Linked DNA regions of Mus musculus: regions 2, 3, 4 and 5 are each linked to region 1. Evidence: chromatin contacts called from public Hi-C, HiChIP or PLAC-seq, Micro-C and promoter capture Hi-C data. All regions are on one chromosome and are shown on one strand. The core of a region is the stretch at or near the end of the contact, and the rest is flanking DNA. Distances in the headings are between cores, read along the strand shown. Region 1 holds the start of Map2k4 (mitogen-activated protein kinase kinase 4). Region 2 holds the start of Shisa6 (shisa family member 6). Region 3 holds the start of Arhgap44 (Rho GTPase activating protein 44). Region 4 overlaps Myocd (myocardin). Region 5 holds the start of Myocd (myocardin).

What was found. Promoter capture Hi-C pulls out the DNA fragments that hold promoters and counts their contacts. Hi-C and Micro-C count contacts between places; a contact is called where the count stands out from the background. HiChIP or PLAC-seq counts read pairs in DNA pulled down with a chosen protein or histone mark.
Region 2: a contact with region 1 is called in a Micro-C map of embryonic stem cells, with 3 times the contacts expected there. The contact joins the promoter of Shisa6 here to the promoter of Map2k4 in region 1. A contact is called at or near these places in 1 of 484 Hi-C or Micro-C datasets (embryonic stem cells) and 2 of 115 datasets of contacts at active chromatin or transcription factors (astrocytes and embryonic forebrain).
Region 3: a promoter capture Hi-C map of second pharyngeal arch cranial neural crest shows a contact between it and region 1. The contact joins the promoter of Arhgap44 here to the promoter of Map2k4 in region 1. A contact is called at or near these places in 9 of 39 promoter capture datasets (the 3T3-L1 cell line, the SN4741 cell line, cranial neural crest and 5 more), 3 of 115 datasets of contacts at active chromatin or transcription factors (embryonic forebrain and embryonic stem cells) and 1 of 9 other capture datasets (embryonic stem cells).
Region 4: a Hi-C map of Sertoli cells shows a contact between it and region 1, with 2.1 times the contacts expected there. The contact joins the enhancer-like site here to the promoter of Map2k4 in region 1. A contact is called at or near these places in 1 of 39 promoter capture datasets (hippocampal neurons), 1 of 484 Hi-C or Micro-C datasets (Sertoli cells), 5 of 115 datasets of contacts at active chromatin or transcription factors (astrocytes, embryonic limb bud, embryonic stem cells and 1 more) and 1 of 9 other capture datasets (embryonic stem cells).
Region 5: an H3K27ac HiChIP or PLAC-seq map of cardiomyocytes shows a contact between it and region 1, with 2.8 times the contacts expected there. The contact joins the promoter of Myocd here to the promoter of Map2k4 in region 1. A contact is called at or near these places in 2 of 39 promoter capture datasets (the SN4741 cell line and hippocampal neurons), 1 of 484 Hi-C or Micro-C datasets (the HL-1 cell line) and 3 of 115 datasets of contacts at active chromatin or transcription factors (cardiomyocytes, embryonic hindbrain and embryonic stem cells).

What each region holds. Positions count from the first base shown.
Region 1 is chr11:65,787,013-65,789,773 of GRCm38.p6, forward strand. It overlaps Map2k4 (mitogen-activated protein kinase kinase 4), which reads right to left and starts at 1,347. Exons shown (of 11, transcript NM_009157.5): 1 at 1,124-1,347. The coding sequence starts at 1,232.
Region 2 is chr11:66,524,751-66,527,511 of GRCm38.p6, forward strand. Shisa6 (shisa family member 6) reads right to left here and starts at 1,376. Exons shown (of 5, transcript NM_001034874.3): 1 at 559-1,376. The coding sequence starts at 1,214.
Region 3 is chr11:65,161,624-65,164,384 of GRCm38.p6, forward strand. Arhgap44 (Rho GTPase activating protein 44) reads right to left here and starts at 1,338. Exons shown (of 20, transcript NM_001099288.1): 1 at 963-1,338. The coding sequence starts at 1,015. It overlaps LOC115487730 (a long non-coding RNA gene), which reads left to right. Exons shown (of 3, transcript XR_003949568.1): 2 at 1-766.
Region 4 is chr11:65,208,307-65,211,067 of GRCm38.p6, forward strand. The region is part of intron 5 of Myocd (myocardin); the gene reads right to left. Among named protein-coding and RNA genes, the nearest start is that of Arhgap44, 47 kb to the left of the region's middle. RefSeq lists an enhancer at 549-2,151. Within about 2 kb of position 1,350, at least 37 of the 459 cell types and tissues checked have an H3K27ac peak or open chromatin away from gene starts, as enhancers often do. A contact at or near this core is called in Sertoli cells, where this site is marked.
Region 5 is chr11:65,268,622-65,271,382 of GRCm38.p6, forward strand. Myocd (myocardin) reads right to left here and starts at 1,368. Exons shown (of 13, transcript NM_146386.3): 1 at 1,023-1,368. The coding sequence starts at 1,077. It overlaps Gm30586 (a long non-coding RNA gene), which reads left to right and starts at 1,304. Exons shown (of 3, transcript XR_001780238.2): 1 at 1,304-1,642.

The DNA of each region.
Region 1 (2,761 bases), core at 97-2,596:
TTTGTATGGAGCATAGCAGGCATCCAATAACTAACTAAATTTGAATTAATTAGCTTAGGACCTGTACAGAATATATCTTCTGAATGAAATGCTCAATCTGTTTATATACTATCCCATAAATGTTTCTTATGGGAAGGGATGTAAATACAGATCGTATTTCTGCTGCCCAAATCATGGTATGCTGGCATAAACACGAAATTTTCAACATATAATCTGTTGAACTTCATTAGACACAAGGAGCGCTTTATGAAGAGTTGGTATCATACTGATACCAAAGATATCCAAACGACTCTAATAATTCAACATAAGTCGTTTGCTAAAGTTGTCAAGAGATTTCTGGGCTTGCCTGTGTCAATCCCCCCAATAAACCTAAGAAATGGACTCGGGCCTGTTATTTTCACAACACCCCCTGTCAAATCCCACACAGAGCTCCTAAGGCCTCCCGGTGAGGAAAGGCCATTACAGGGGAGCTGCCTCAGATGCCCAGACATGATCACTTTGACCTCTGCCATTCGGTTTCCTGAATCTCTCTCCCTTTCAGCCCAACTCGGTCTTCTATTTTTATCTGATTTTTCTTTTCTGCATGCGAGGATAAGACACATCTCGGGCCTGGGTCGAAACGCCTCTCCGGGGCCAATGGCTGTCTCCCCACCTTACAGGTGGCCCAGGGCCTCGCAACCCCCCGCCCCTCCCACGCAGACACCCTGCAAAGTTTTGGGGACGGGGGGACAGCGCAGTGGCCCTATTCCAGCGGCGCACCGTGAAGCGCAAGATGGCCCTGAGCCGGCCCCACTGCAGCGCGCGGGGGCGGCGGGGCCGAGGGCCGGGACGCGGCCGACCTGCGAGCCAGAGGCCCGGCCGCGCGCGTTCCCGGAGCCAGCGGGCGCCAGGTGAGCCGCGGGCGGGGGCGGCCAGGTGGGCCGGAGCGGGCAGAGCCAGAGCCGCCACAGCGTTCACCGAAACCCGGCCCGGGGCGGGGATCCCGGGGCGAGGCCGGGCCCGAGACGCGGAGCTCGGGCGGCTTCCTCAGACAGCCCCGGGGACGCAGCGGCTCCACAGGCCGCGGCTCGGCCGAGCGCCTCGCGAGGGGGCCCCGGGGTCTCTGCGCGCCCACCGTCCTTACCCTGCATGCTGCTGACCGCCGGGTGGCCAGAAGCTGGAGGTCCGATGGGCCCCGGGGTGCCGCCACCGCCCCCGGAGCCGCCGCCGCCGCTCGGGCTCGGAGCCGCCATTGTTGGAAGTGAAGAGCCGAGCGGCGCCGCGGCGGCTGCAATGCAGCAAGCTCGGCCTCTCGCTCCGCTGAGGGCGCGGCGTGCGCCGCCTTGGCCACGCCCCGGGCACGCCTCCGTCACGCCCCCGGGCACACCCCCACTAGCACTGACGCGCAGCCTGCAATACAGGTTGAGCTGCAGCGCCCAGCACTGAGGGCAGGGCCTGAAGTCCTGGATCAGGGTGACTCTCAACCTACCACTCAGGGACCCATAGTGGCTTGCAGAATCAGAAATATATGTGCATTGAGAAAAGGGAAAGACTTACAGCCCCAAAGCTTTAGAACTCCCTTCTCTGAACCTCAGAACCCAAAATCAGAACACGTAGAGTTCTACGAGATCTCAGAAGTCACGCTTCCTGTCCAGTCTCTGATCCATCACTGCAGAAGAGATGACAATAACTGTGGTCTCAACCCAGAGCTCTCTGTTCTGCTGGGGACTAACAGGAGTATTTCACTGACAAAAAAAAAAAAAAAAAAGTATCAGAACCCGAAAGAAAAAGTTCCGGTGTAGGCTTTTCAGTCCAGAATCCATGCCAAATATTTTGTTAATTTATTCTGTGTGGGAAGAAGACAGCAAACAGCAAAAGGTGAGGCTGTGATGGCCTTCAAACGCATCTCTTTTTCAAGCGCAGATCAGAAGGTGGCTTTCTTTGAAGGAAGTTATATTTTAGTTCCAGAAGAAGAATCAAAGAGCATAAAGCTGTCCGTGACGACACATGCCTTTAATCCCAGTGCTTAGGAGGCAGATCTCTCTAAGTTTTCAGTCAACCTGGTTTATGGATGGGTTCCAGAATCTTCTCTAAAAATGGTTTTAAGGATGAAAAACATCAAATAAAATACTTCTTCCAAAACAAATCGCCATTTTAGGAAACATGGGTGGACGCAAAAGAAAAAAAAAACAATATAATATAGTTGCGTTTTTATTTTTATTTTTTATTTTTAGCTTGGGCACTTTAACACCCAGGGGAAAGGCATCAAAGGTTCCATAATTTGCTAGCAATAAAACAAGAATCAGATCCTGTCACTACCAGACTCTGACCCCAGTGTGTCATGGCATTTGACTTGTCAGGAAAGTTTCCCAGCCGGCTCTAGTATCACTATGGTGTGTGAGTGTGGTGTGTGAGTGTCATTTCCACAGTTCCTTGGGGGCTGAAGCAATGCAAAGAAATAGCTTAGAGGAATTTGAATTTCCCTCTTTCCGTAAGCTTCATGAGCGTCCCAATCTCAGTCTTTGGTGTAAATAATAAATATCTCACAGTCTTAGGGAAAGTGCTTTTGTAAATCTCTCACCCCACTTCCAACAAGTTTATAGTTATTTAATAATGTATATTATATTATAATTATATGCATTATTTATATAGTATATAGTATATATTATAAAATATATATTATAAAATATGTATTATACTAGTTATATATATTACAAAATATATAATATGATATATACTTGTATAATATGTTATTATATTACATTATATTTTTTATATATTG
Region 2 (2,761 bases), core at 126-2,625, 740 kb after region 1:
ACAAGCACCCCACTGGGAGACCTACCCTCTGTGCTCTGTCAACACGCAATGGGGAACATTCTTCCAGGCAGAGGCAATTGCCCTTTCCATACCATCCTGCACTTAACACCTGGGAACACCCCCAGCTCACACTAACCCGCTTGCTGTTCTTTTCAGTGAGGTGCCCACACTGCTCTGCTCTTTATATTAAAGTGGCACGCCAGTTTTTAAAATAAATTCAAAAACAAAAAAACAAAACAAAAAACCTAAGCATGGTACAGCCCATAGTAAAGTGTCCACGAACCATGAAATACAGCCTGGGGATTATTGGTGAGATTCTTATCCTTGAACATCAGGAACTCCGTAGACTGGTACTTTGTGTTGCCATTCTTTCTAAAACCAAAAGCACACCTAGCTGCTTCCTACGGAATGCGGGAGAGCCTACTGCTCCTAAAGGAAGCGACTGTGGAAGTGACTTAGAAGGGGAGAGGTAGTACGCGCGAAGAGGACAGGGCCAGGCCCGTTAAGGGGGGCGCGAGGCCTGGGAACCCAAGGCAGGCACCCAGTAGCGCCTCTCACCTGTGGATGTTCATCTCTCGCGGAGGGCGGTGGGCCTTGTCATAGGAGACCTTGGCGAAGACGCCCGCCACGATGACGAAGGCGATCACCCCGCAAGTGATGTAGACGGTGAAGTTGGTCTTGTCCTTCTCCGGGTCGTACTTGTTCTCGGGCCCCGGCGACACTACCTTGGTGCTGGGCGTCTGCACCCATACGGGGCTTTGGTAGTTGGTGCACTGGCGCTGGTCCAGCTTCTCGTGGCGCTTCTTGCAGCAGAAGCGATAGTAGCAGGTGCCGCAGCAGTACAGGTAGCCGCTCTCGCTGTTGTTGCACTCGAACTCCTTGTCGTACTGGCCGCTCACGTCGTAGTAGCCCCAGCACGTCTCGTAAGTAACAGTCGCGCTGGCCGCCGCCGCCGCCGCCGCTGCCGCTGCTGCGGACTGTCCCCGCCGGCTGCCCGCCTCCGGGACGCCGGACGCTCGGGCGGTGCTGTTTAGTTCGCGGCCGCCTCGGGCCAGGGCGCCCCCAGCACGCCGACCTCCGACGGCTCCCGCGTTCAGGGTCCGGTTCCCGGAGCGGCCGCGGGCGGCGTCTGCGCCGGGCGGCAGGTGCAGGGACGCGAGCGACAGCAGCAGCGACAGCAGCAGAGGCGGCAGCAGGAGGCGGCGCAGCGCCATGGCGGGGCCGGGCGGGAGGGCGCGGGCGGACGCGGGCTGCAGGCCGCTGCCCCGGCGGCTGGCCGGGCTCCGAGGGCGGCCGGGCGGGCTGGAAAGGCGAGACGGACCGGTCAGCGGCGGGGAGATGGCGCCATCGAGGCGCGGGCGGCGGCGGGAGCGCACGGAGCGGCGGGGCGCGGGCTGCGCGGGGCTCTCAGGCTGCGCGCCGGCTCCGCGCTCCCCCTGCGGGCTCCGCGCGCCTAGCGGGCAGCCCCATCCCCCGCCCGCGGCAGCGGCGGCTCCGCGCGACTCGGCTCAGGCCGGCCCCGAAGCGCGGCTCCCGGAGGCGGCGGCAGCGGCGGCGTGGTCCCGTCCGGGCAGGTCCTGCGGGACGAGACGGGGCAGCGGTCACGGGGTGCGGAGAGCGGCGAGCAGCCGGGCGGAGAAGGAGCGCTCAGCCCTCGAGGAGTGCGTCCCGACTGGGACAGTGGCCCGAGGACGCGTGGAGAACCCCTGGGGAAGCCACCGGGCCGCCGAGCCCGGGGACGGTGCTGCCGACTGAGGCTGGGGTCCGGCGGGCAGCCGGGGTGCGCGGCGGCTGCACCTCAGTCACTCACCATGCCGGGCTGCGACTGCAGCGGCGGCGGCGGCTAGGCGGGAGCGCAGCGACCGGAGCGAGTGAGCGGAGCCGGGAACCGCCTGCACTAGTGCCGGAGCGTGTGCGATAGGAGAGAGGGAGACACACGCACTCACACAGCCGCACACGCGGGAGCGCCGCGCGGGGAGGGCGGGGAGGGAGGCCAGCCGCTCGCCGCCGCCCACGTTTCCACGCCTGGGCGCCCGGTTGGGGGACGGCAGGACTTCTCTTTGCCTCTTCCTCTCCCTCCTCCCCACCCCCCGCCTCGAAGCTTCGCGTCACCAACGCCGGGACACCAGTTAAGCGACTAAGATGGCAAAGAGGGAGCTCACCCCCACTACCTTCACCCCGGAGCAAGGCCAGAGTGAGCCCTCTGGAGCCGGCCAGCGGCAGGGTTAAACCTACTCTGACATTGCCCTTCTAGCCCTCTGGTCAAGTATTTCTAACCCTCCCTCACTCCCCCGCTTTACTTCAGCCTGGTCTTTGCGCTACCAGAAAGCAAGTTGGGGTTTCTGCAAGCCTCTGCCTCTCCCTAGTGGTGATGTTCACAGCCAAGATAAGAGGTCAAGCCCATTGCTACAGGTTCCTACACTGAGGCCAGGGGTCAAGTGGCTGTTGGGCCACCTAGTGTGATGAACTTAGGCTCCTTTCTCCTCCATCGCTCGTGCAGGAGTGAGATAGCTCCAGCTCTGGGTGACACCTCGAATTCCCTCTTTCTCCAACTTTTTTTCTAGCATTGAGACGAGAGTTAAAAAATAAATAAAAAGAAATAAATAAATAAAACTACCTGGGTTTTAAAGATTTCTTTGGAAAGCCCTACATTCCTGTCGTTGCTGCTGGAGGAGACAGATTAGAGAGTCCCTTGTGACCAGAGTGAGACCAGGCTGGCTGAAAGGAGACCCACGAGTCTGGCTTTCTAAGCTATGTGGCC
Region 3 (2,761 bases), core at 88-2,587, 630 kb before region 1:
CTGCACACCTAAATTCCTTTAACAACCACACAGAAATCCGGCCCTGGGCACACAGATTCCATGAAAAATCCCCCTCTATCTAACAAGCCTGTGTTTCAAGAATGTCTAGCTTTGGACGGGACCCACTAAGAATCCTTATGTAACCTTAATAGATCTTGGCACCCCACAGATCCGCTCCTGGAGACACTGGCCCAGATCTAGTCCATGTTCACCAAGATGAGAGCAGTCTGGGTCCTGCAGATTCCTGGGGCCAAGCTGTTCTGGACTGGGAGGGAGGAGAGACTGTCCCATCCCCTACCTGGCTGAGAGCCTCTGATCCTCCTCTCTCTGATCCTCCTCTCATCTTCCAAGGGAGTTGAACCTCACTTTCGCAGCCTCCCTCCCTCCCTCCACTGAAATCAGTCTTGGGACCGAGCCTACATCAGCCAGCACCTTCCCCCTTCTCGCCATCCTTTCCCCACCCCCAAACGCTGAGGAAAAAACAGCCAGGAAAGTGATCCAGCATCCCATACAGTCACAGCCCCTGAAAACAAACAGGGCTCCAGTGGGGAAGGAGGGTGTCGACCAGGCCCAACACTACCTCAGGACCCTAAGCAGCCCTGAACTGGGCGCAGGGAGGAAGAGATCTCCAGAGGCAGCCAACGACTCGGCAGCCAGCAGCTCCAGCAGAGCAAACACCTGTTTCCAGGAAGAATCGCTACCAGAGGAAAAGGGAGTCCCGAGGAAAGGCAGAGAGGGCGAGGTGAAGGGGCAGCTGGGGACGCAGGTGAGGATGCGTCACTCTCTGAGCCTAGACCGGCGAGCGAGAAGCGAGCAGGGGTCGGGAGAGGAAAGGTCTCACCAACGACCCGCGCGGACCCAGGAGGGACGCACAAGCTCCAGGCCGGGCAGCTCCATCACCTGCGCCTGGCAGATGCAGCCCCGCGGGCGTGCCGGCCCTGGGCGGCCAGCGGGTGACCTACCTGCCCACCGTCTGGTTGGCCAACTGGCGCATGCGGTTAAACTGCTTCTTCATCGTGGCCCCGCTGCCGCGCTAGCCCGGGAGCTGGGGAAGGACTGAGCTGCCCGGAGCCCACCGCAGGGTTACATGGCTCCCGCGCCCAGCCTCCCGGGCGACGGCGGCGGCACTGCGGAGCCTGGGGAGCCGCCTGGCCCGCGCCCAGCCTCCCGAGAGCACCTCCGCCTAGTCCGCCCGCCGCATCCTTCTCTGTGCCACGCCCGGGGCCGCCCAAGGCGCCCGGCGGTCAGCCCCAGCTGTAGCTAGCCCCCAGCCCCAGCCCGGCGAGCGAACCGGGGAGTCTCCGCAGGCTGGCTAGCCAGCTGGCCGGGTGGTCCCCGTGCGCCTGTGCGGAATGCGCCGTGCATGCTGGGACTTGTAGTTTGCCGCTCCCACCTTTCCTCTGTCCAAAGTTTGTAGGGACAGCTTTTGTGCAGAGGTGAGAGAAGACAGTATGACCAAGACGTTTAGGCTTTAGCCTTGTAGTAAAGGAAATACTTTCGTGCTTGAATAGTGAAACCAACGACACAACAACAAACAGAGTAAACGTCTGACTCCTATTTTCTCTCAAGCGAATGCGAGATGTTCAGTGTTGAATTCATATGAAGATATGTTAGGCAGATGTGTTCGTTAAATTGTATAAAGTCACCTTATTGGTGTTCAATCACAGTGTTAAGCTTGGGACAAAGGGGTTTCGAACTAGGCGTAGCATGCATCCCAAAATGCCATCCTTAATCTTTTTCAAACCCAGTAAGTAACCAAAAGTTTACATAAGATTGAATCAGTAACGTCTTGTCTACTAGCACAACCTGAGACAGCTTTCTTGTATGATTTAGATTCTATTACCATAGCTATGTCCATCTCCTTACCGCCACTAGACCTGAAATGGTATCAGCTGGGCAGCCCACTGGCATTTACCAGCTGGTTGAAAGAAATTGTGGCTCATTAGACTTGGAAGGTGGCAGGTGAGGGGGACAGCAAATGGCTCAATAGGTAAAGAAGCCTATTGACCTGTGTTCAGTGTCTAGAACATACACGGTAGGAGAAAATTAACTCCTGCATGTTGTCTTACGTACACACACACTAAATAAATATAAATAATGTAAAAAAAAGAAAGAAAATCACATGTGATCTCAATTAGTTGTCATCTTTATATATATCAAGTCAGAGTTGTTGGGCAGTAGAGACATTGGATCAAACAAATGTGAGTCTTCCCATTAGAATCTCACATATTTAATCAGCAATTTTAGGAAAACTGCTGGGACTCTCTCATCTCCAGCTTCCCTATCTCAAGTAGAAAGCACTGCTGTTTGGTAGATGGAAATGAAAGAGTGCTGTTTTCCAAATCTAACTACATACAGGCTATCATGTAGTCCACTGTGGCAGATACAATGGAAGATAGCATAATGGGAAAATCCAGGATCATTCCTATTATGAAAATAGTTTAAAAAAAAAAAAAAAGGAAGAGCATCCATCTATGACCCGAGATTCTCTGCAGTGTGTTGATTACAGTAGAAAGATGCCCTAAATATGGATGTAAGTGTCTTACTGGCCAGCGGAACAAATGATGGTTTGAGGCATGTTTTGGCTGAATGAACATGAAATCTTTAATTAATTGTGAGCTCAGCCTCTGCTTATTAGGTCAAGAGTTCTGGTCAATTAGCAGTGAAGGCATCGTGCTTGTGACTGACTGTATGTGGCAACATACAGTCATGTCAACGTCATGTTTATATAAACAAAGTACTTCTATTTTGAGTTTTTAAA
Region 4 (2,761 bases), core at 100-2,599, 580 kb before region 1:
AAAGAAATGTGGCCTGGAGAGTGTCCACAGCAGTTAGACAGAAGAGCTGGTGATGTAAAGTTGTCTAAGAACTCCCGGAGAGGAGGGGGCTTGGGTGGAACCTGAAATGACTGTCAGCTATGGGCAGGACAACAGAAGGGTGCAGGGACTTGGATGGTGGTGGAGAGAGGAAGAGACACAAGAGGGACCGATAAACAGAATTGGTGTAGTGAGGGAAAGAAGAAACTCTACTAGCTAGAGGAGAGAATTATTCTAGAATCCACATCCTATACCATCAAACCTACCAACTCAGAGTTTCCCCGCTTAAGCCACAAGTCACAAGTACATGAAACAGAGCACTCAGAACTTGTTCACATCCACACAAAGGAGCAGGGTGAGTGCCACAGCCCCAGATGGTATGGATGTCTGGTACCCAGACAACATGATGTGGCCAGCTCAGATTCTGCCAACAGGTACATTTGAGGACCACTAAGGACTGTGCCATCATATGGGCCACCCCAGTTTCATCACCTTCAGGGTTGCAAGTTGTTTGGGTTTGTCACTCTCTGGGCAGAAGAGGAAGGGAGGGACAGGGAGCCTTCACACAGCAATTCTTCAGGCTTACAGAGGAATCCCTCAGAGCTGCCGCCGCCACCACCACCACCACCACCACCACCACCACCACCACCACCACCACCACCACCTACTTTCACAAGACGCTTAAGGCCCTCATGGGTTCTAGAGTTGGAAACACTTGGGGCACTTTTCTTTTCTTGGTTCTATTACTTCAGAGGGCCTCAGTTTCCCCCTCTGTAAAGTGGGAATAATGAATGGACCTACCACTCTAGGTTTCAGGAAATAATATCCCCACAGCACCGAGTCACGGCCTGACGTGAACTTTTCAGTCATGTCTAGCTATTCTGGTGGCTGATACTGTTTTTGTTTAGAAGCATCTGCCATTCTCAAGTTTACCATTATCAAAAACAAAAGGACCACCCCGGAAGCAGTTTATTTTGTGGTCAGCCTCTTAAAGGCCCAGTGCAACTCCACGGTGAGGAAACTCTTTTGTCCAGAGAGGCTCATTCTGGGAAAACAAGGAGTCAGCTTTCCTAGGGTAAGGAGAAACTTTGTTCAGGGCAGGCCACCCTCTTTGCTGGTTCAAGCCACGCTGCTGCAGAGAGGGACACAGGTCACCTTCTGGTCACCTTATCTGTGTCCCTGTGGAACATTCACATTGATTGCACTGCATTGTGACCCTGGGCCTCTGCTCCAATCTCCCACGACAAGAGGCTGGCTGGGAGCTGCTGGAGAGCAGAGTGCTGGCTATTGTCCCTCCAGACACGTCAGGCAGTGTGATGACAAGGACCTGCTCTGAGAAGCCCTGACATCATCCTCCGGCTATGCCCACAGGACTGGCTCTTGGCACTGCCCCCTTGGGACCTCAACTCCCCCATTCCCTGGAAGTGATTAGATGAATGAGTCAGCTGTACTTTCCTGTGTACGCACGTTTAACATTCCAAGATTAAATGAGATAATTGGAGGCCTAGTTACTCTCTCCCTAGAACCTGCACCCAGGGCTATGAAGGAAGGGTCGGGCGCAATGGGAGAGGGCACCGCCTGATGTTCTACCTCCAAGTTAGTGTCCTGAAGGGCAGGGGAGCTGTTTTTATTTGGGGACAGACTGACTGACCATCCCTAACATTCTTCAGAATGAAAATGAAGCAATATCTGTTTTCCAAGGGTGAGTGCCACAGGTCATTCACATAGATGTAGATGTTGTTTAATCTTGCCTGTTGTCAAGGAGACTTGATGAGATCCAACAATATACTATAGTCTATGGCCTGGTGGTTCCTCTACTTGAGAGAACTCAACTTCTCTCAAAGGACATCAGTAGTCTTCATTATAAAATGGATGTGAACTGGTACCCAGGGTTCCCTTTCCTCAGATCTGTGACACCTCAGAAACTCCTCTTGTGTCTCTTGACCAGATCTTCATAAATCAGAAGTGCTAGCTACTATGTATATGTATTACGTGTCAGTTCTAGAGGTCAAATACTAGAGTCAAAGAATATTATCCAGTATGAACATGATATACTCCCCTGGTCTCCTTCTTCCCTTATGGGACAGCCACTCAATGTCCCTGTGTCACCTGTCAATACCTCCTGCTACCCCACAGGGATCTTGCAAGATATCCTCAACTCCAACTGCCCATCTCTCAGCAGTACTGAGGTGGGTTCCGCAGGACTGATGGCATTCAGGTCACCAGGCAGCCCTGCAGAATCGGAGGGCCACTTTCTTCCCTCAGCACCCACCCTTTCTCCCCCAAATCTGCCAGCTCCCCCATTTTAGAATCCTACCCTACTTTTCCCAGAGTTTTTCTTCAGAAAAACATTTGACATACATGCCATGGTGGATTTCTTTCCCCTAAGGATCGTTTGTACTTTGGAAGTGATTTCTCATTGTGGAATGGTAGAATTTTGTCCGTGAGAAAGTAAGGCATGCCAAGGCAAACAACCCTACCATCTGGCACAGGGCCATTGTTATTGTATATCTGCCTTTAAAATGCATGATCAGTGTCAAAACTCCTTGGTCTCTGAACATGGACCGGGTTCTGAGTGAGCTGAAGAGGTTGATTTTGAGGTAAAGCCTGTGGGTCACAGACCAAGATATGTTGAATAAAGAGGCCTTCAGATACATGACAGCTGGAAATGGATGGCCTTGGTGGGTCACACATTGGTTTCTATATTTAAAGGTTATGGTGATAAAATGAATTTATTTTTGAC
Region 5 (2,761 bases), core at 118-2,617, 520 kb before region 1:
CAACTTGCCTCACTAAACAATCCTTCAAGAAATCCCCAGAGTGTCCCATCCACACCTAAGGATCAGGAACAACTGAGGTGGTTACAGAGGCTCCTTATGGCCCATCACCCACTGTGCACAATTTCTGAGCCACTCATTTCAAGACAAACAGTTGAGTAGCTCCTTCAGAAGGACCAAGGGAATTGACAGAGTGAGTGGCACCAGCATCAGCCAGCACCTGTTACATGGAAGGCTCACACCAGAGCTATCCACCAAAATGTTCGTTCTTAGAAGGTGCCCTGCCATCATTGAATGGCCCTGTTACCACTGTTATAAAAGCAAGAATGGGCAAAGCTAGGTAGCCCTTCCAGGATGCGAACGAGGGAACACAATCCTGCGTCTTCTGTAGGCCCCCACGTACCCTTTCCTTATACTCACCTCTCCTGAGTGTCCCTCCAGAAGTTTCTCTGTGTGCCACTAACACAACAATTTTAGGGAAAATTGTCCATTTATAAATATCAGATGGTTTGGGAAAAAATATTTGTGGCGCTGGTTTTTTTCCCCCATGGTGATGTCATTTAAAAATTCTTGGTGTGCTCCAAATTCGCTATTTTTACTTCCTCCAAGTGACTTTTTTGGGAAATACATTTGTTTGGATTAGCTACATGTTAAGTGACCCCTAGACGTCTCACAGTCCTAGGCACATTGTCTCAGCGGTTGTAACTGATAACGCGCCCACTCTATAACTTCAGATCCTGGAGTTGCCCATTTCAACACAGTTCCTTTTGGGTCGTCCCCTTAAAAATGTCTATTTACCGATAAAGGAAAATATAGTAAAATAAAGTAAAACATTGGATTATTCGTAAACAAAACTCAAACTTAACACAGGTCAAAGGGAAGACATTTGAAGGCATTCAGTCAAACACAGTGTTCATTTTGGGGAAACAGAGGGAAGGCCGCCACCTCAGGCCCGAAGCATTCATTGTAAAGCAGTTGAGTGGTAGAGATGAAAAGTTTAAGGAGTGCTGAACGCCTTACTCTACCTGATCGGAACTTCCTTCTAATCAGCAAAGAGTGTTCAGACCCCAGGAGTGTCATGGTGAGTCTCAGCAAGCCGCTGGTCGTTGGCCAGGCGCCCCGCTTTCCACCAGAAACTGGCTCCCGGGAGCCCAGAGGACAGCAGCTAACAACCCAGAATTCATCCAACTCTTGGGGAGCTCCCTTGGGTAGGAGGACGCACAGTGGCCGCCAGTGTCCCCAGAAAACTGGCGCCTCCCCCCTCGCCGCTCGCGAGGCTAATTAACTCCCAGCAGGCAGGACCCTCCTCCTCTGAGGGTGGCCGGGAACAGCCGCATCCTAGGCGTTCCTGGCTGATGTCATAGGCTGCCAGCGGTCGCGGAGTACCGCCACCACGCCTTTATGAAGGTCCCAAGTTTGCTATCTGATCCTCTTTACTACTGACAGGAGATCAGCCAATCAGGAGCGGTGAGCGGGGCCTGGGGACCAGACGCGGCCCCAGGAGTCTTAACAGCCGGCTCTTAACTCTTTGCAGAATAGTGCGCCAAGGCTGCTTGCCCAGGCGGGAGTCTCTGCACTGGCACCCCTAAATCGGATGCCCGAAGGCTGCAGGCGGCGCCCGGCGTGCAGGTGGCGCCTGGCGACGGTAGGAGTGTATCTGCTTGTCCTAGGTGTGCATGTCCCTGGTGTCCCCAGCTTACTGCAGGGCTCTGGAAGGTACATCTCCAGAACGCGCTGGAGCCTGGGCCAAGAAGCTGGGTTGGCTTGCAACTCCCGGGAGCACCCGCTTCCCCTCTGTATCCGAGCGGTGGTGCTTCAGGAGACCGATGCCTGGAGCAGCTACTGAGCGGCTGAAGAAGTGGCAGAAAGTCTTTCCCTGTGGTTGGATGTTCTCTTTGGATTCACAAAAAGTTTGTGTCTGGGGACTGAGCCCAGAGTGCGATTGGTGCAAAAGTTGAGCGTACTATTGAGCACTCAACAGGGTAGGATTCGGTGGCCTGGGCAAGCCAGATCGGAAAAGTGCAGAGGTTTTTCACGTCCCTTTCATAGTGGGAAAGGGACCCAAAGAGGCGCTGAGGATGCGCGTCTCTGGGGTGCCTGGGGTGACAGGGTCCCACGTGCATCATTAAGTACAACACATGTTCTAAGACAAAGATTTAGATAGTTGGAAAAAAAACATTGAACTGCATACATACAACACACAATTTGCCACTATTTGCAACTTTATATGCACGTGAGCTCCCAGATACAATTCTTTACATCTCCCCTTTTGTCTCAAAGCTGTGAATTCTTGAAGAGAATGACAATGACAGGTGGAGGCCTAATGTAACAATATCTGTTAGGGACTAATCTCTGCCCTGATCCGGGGTCTTCTGCCTCTATCAACTGTTGCTGAAGACACCCTAGGGTGCCCAGACCTTCCTTTTTCCCATTCTCTGGGTTGCACCAATGCACTTGAATCTTGGAATTCGTTTTCTGAGATAGGTAATGCTCCTCCTCACTAAATCAGAGAGGAGGTGGAGCCCTGCTACTCAACTTCCTCTTGTGAATAGGGTTGGGCAGTACGAGCCTACAACAGGCTGCCTCCTGTGGTAGCCTGGCAGTGGTTGTGCATTCCACAAGCAGTGCTGAACTGGGCTGTTCCTGTGGGAACAGATCACAGCCGCTTTAATGGCTTACATCAATCCCGATTCATTACCTTGCAGGTTTGAAGGCTGGGAGTCAGAAACTGGTCTCACTGAGTTAAAAAAAAAAAATCAAGGTG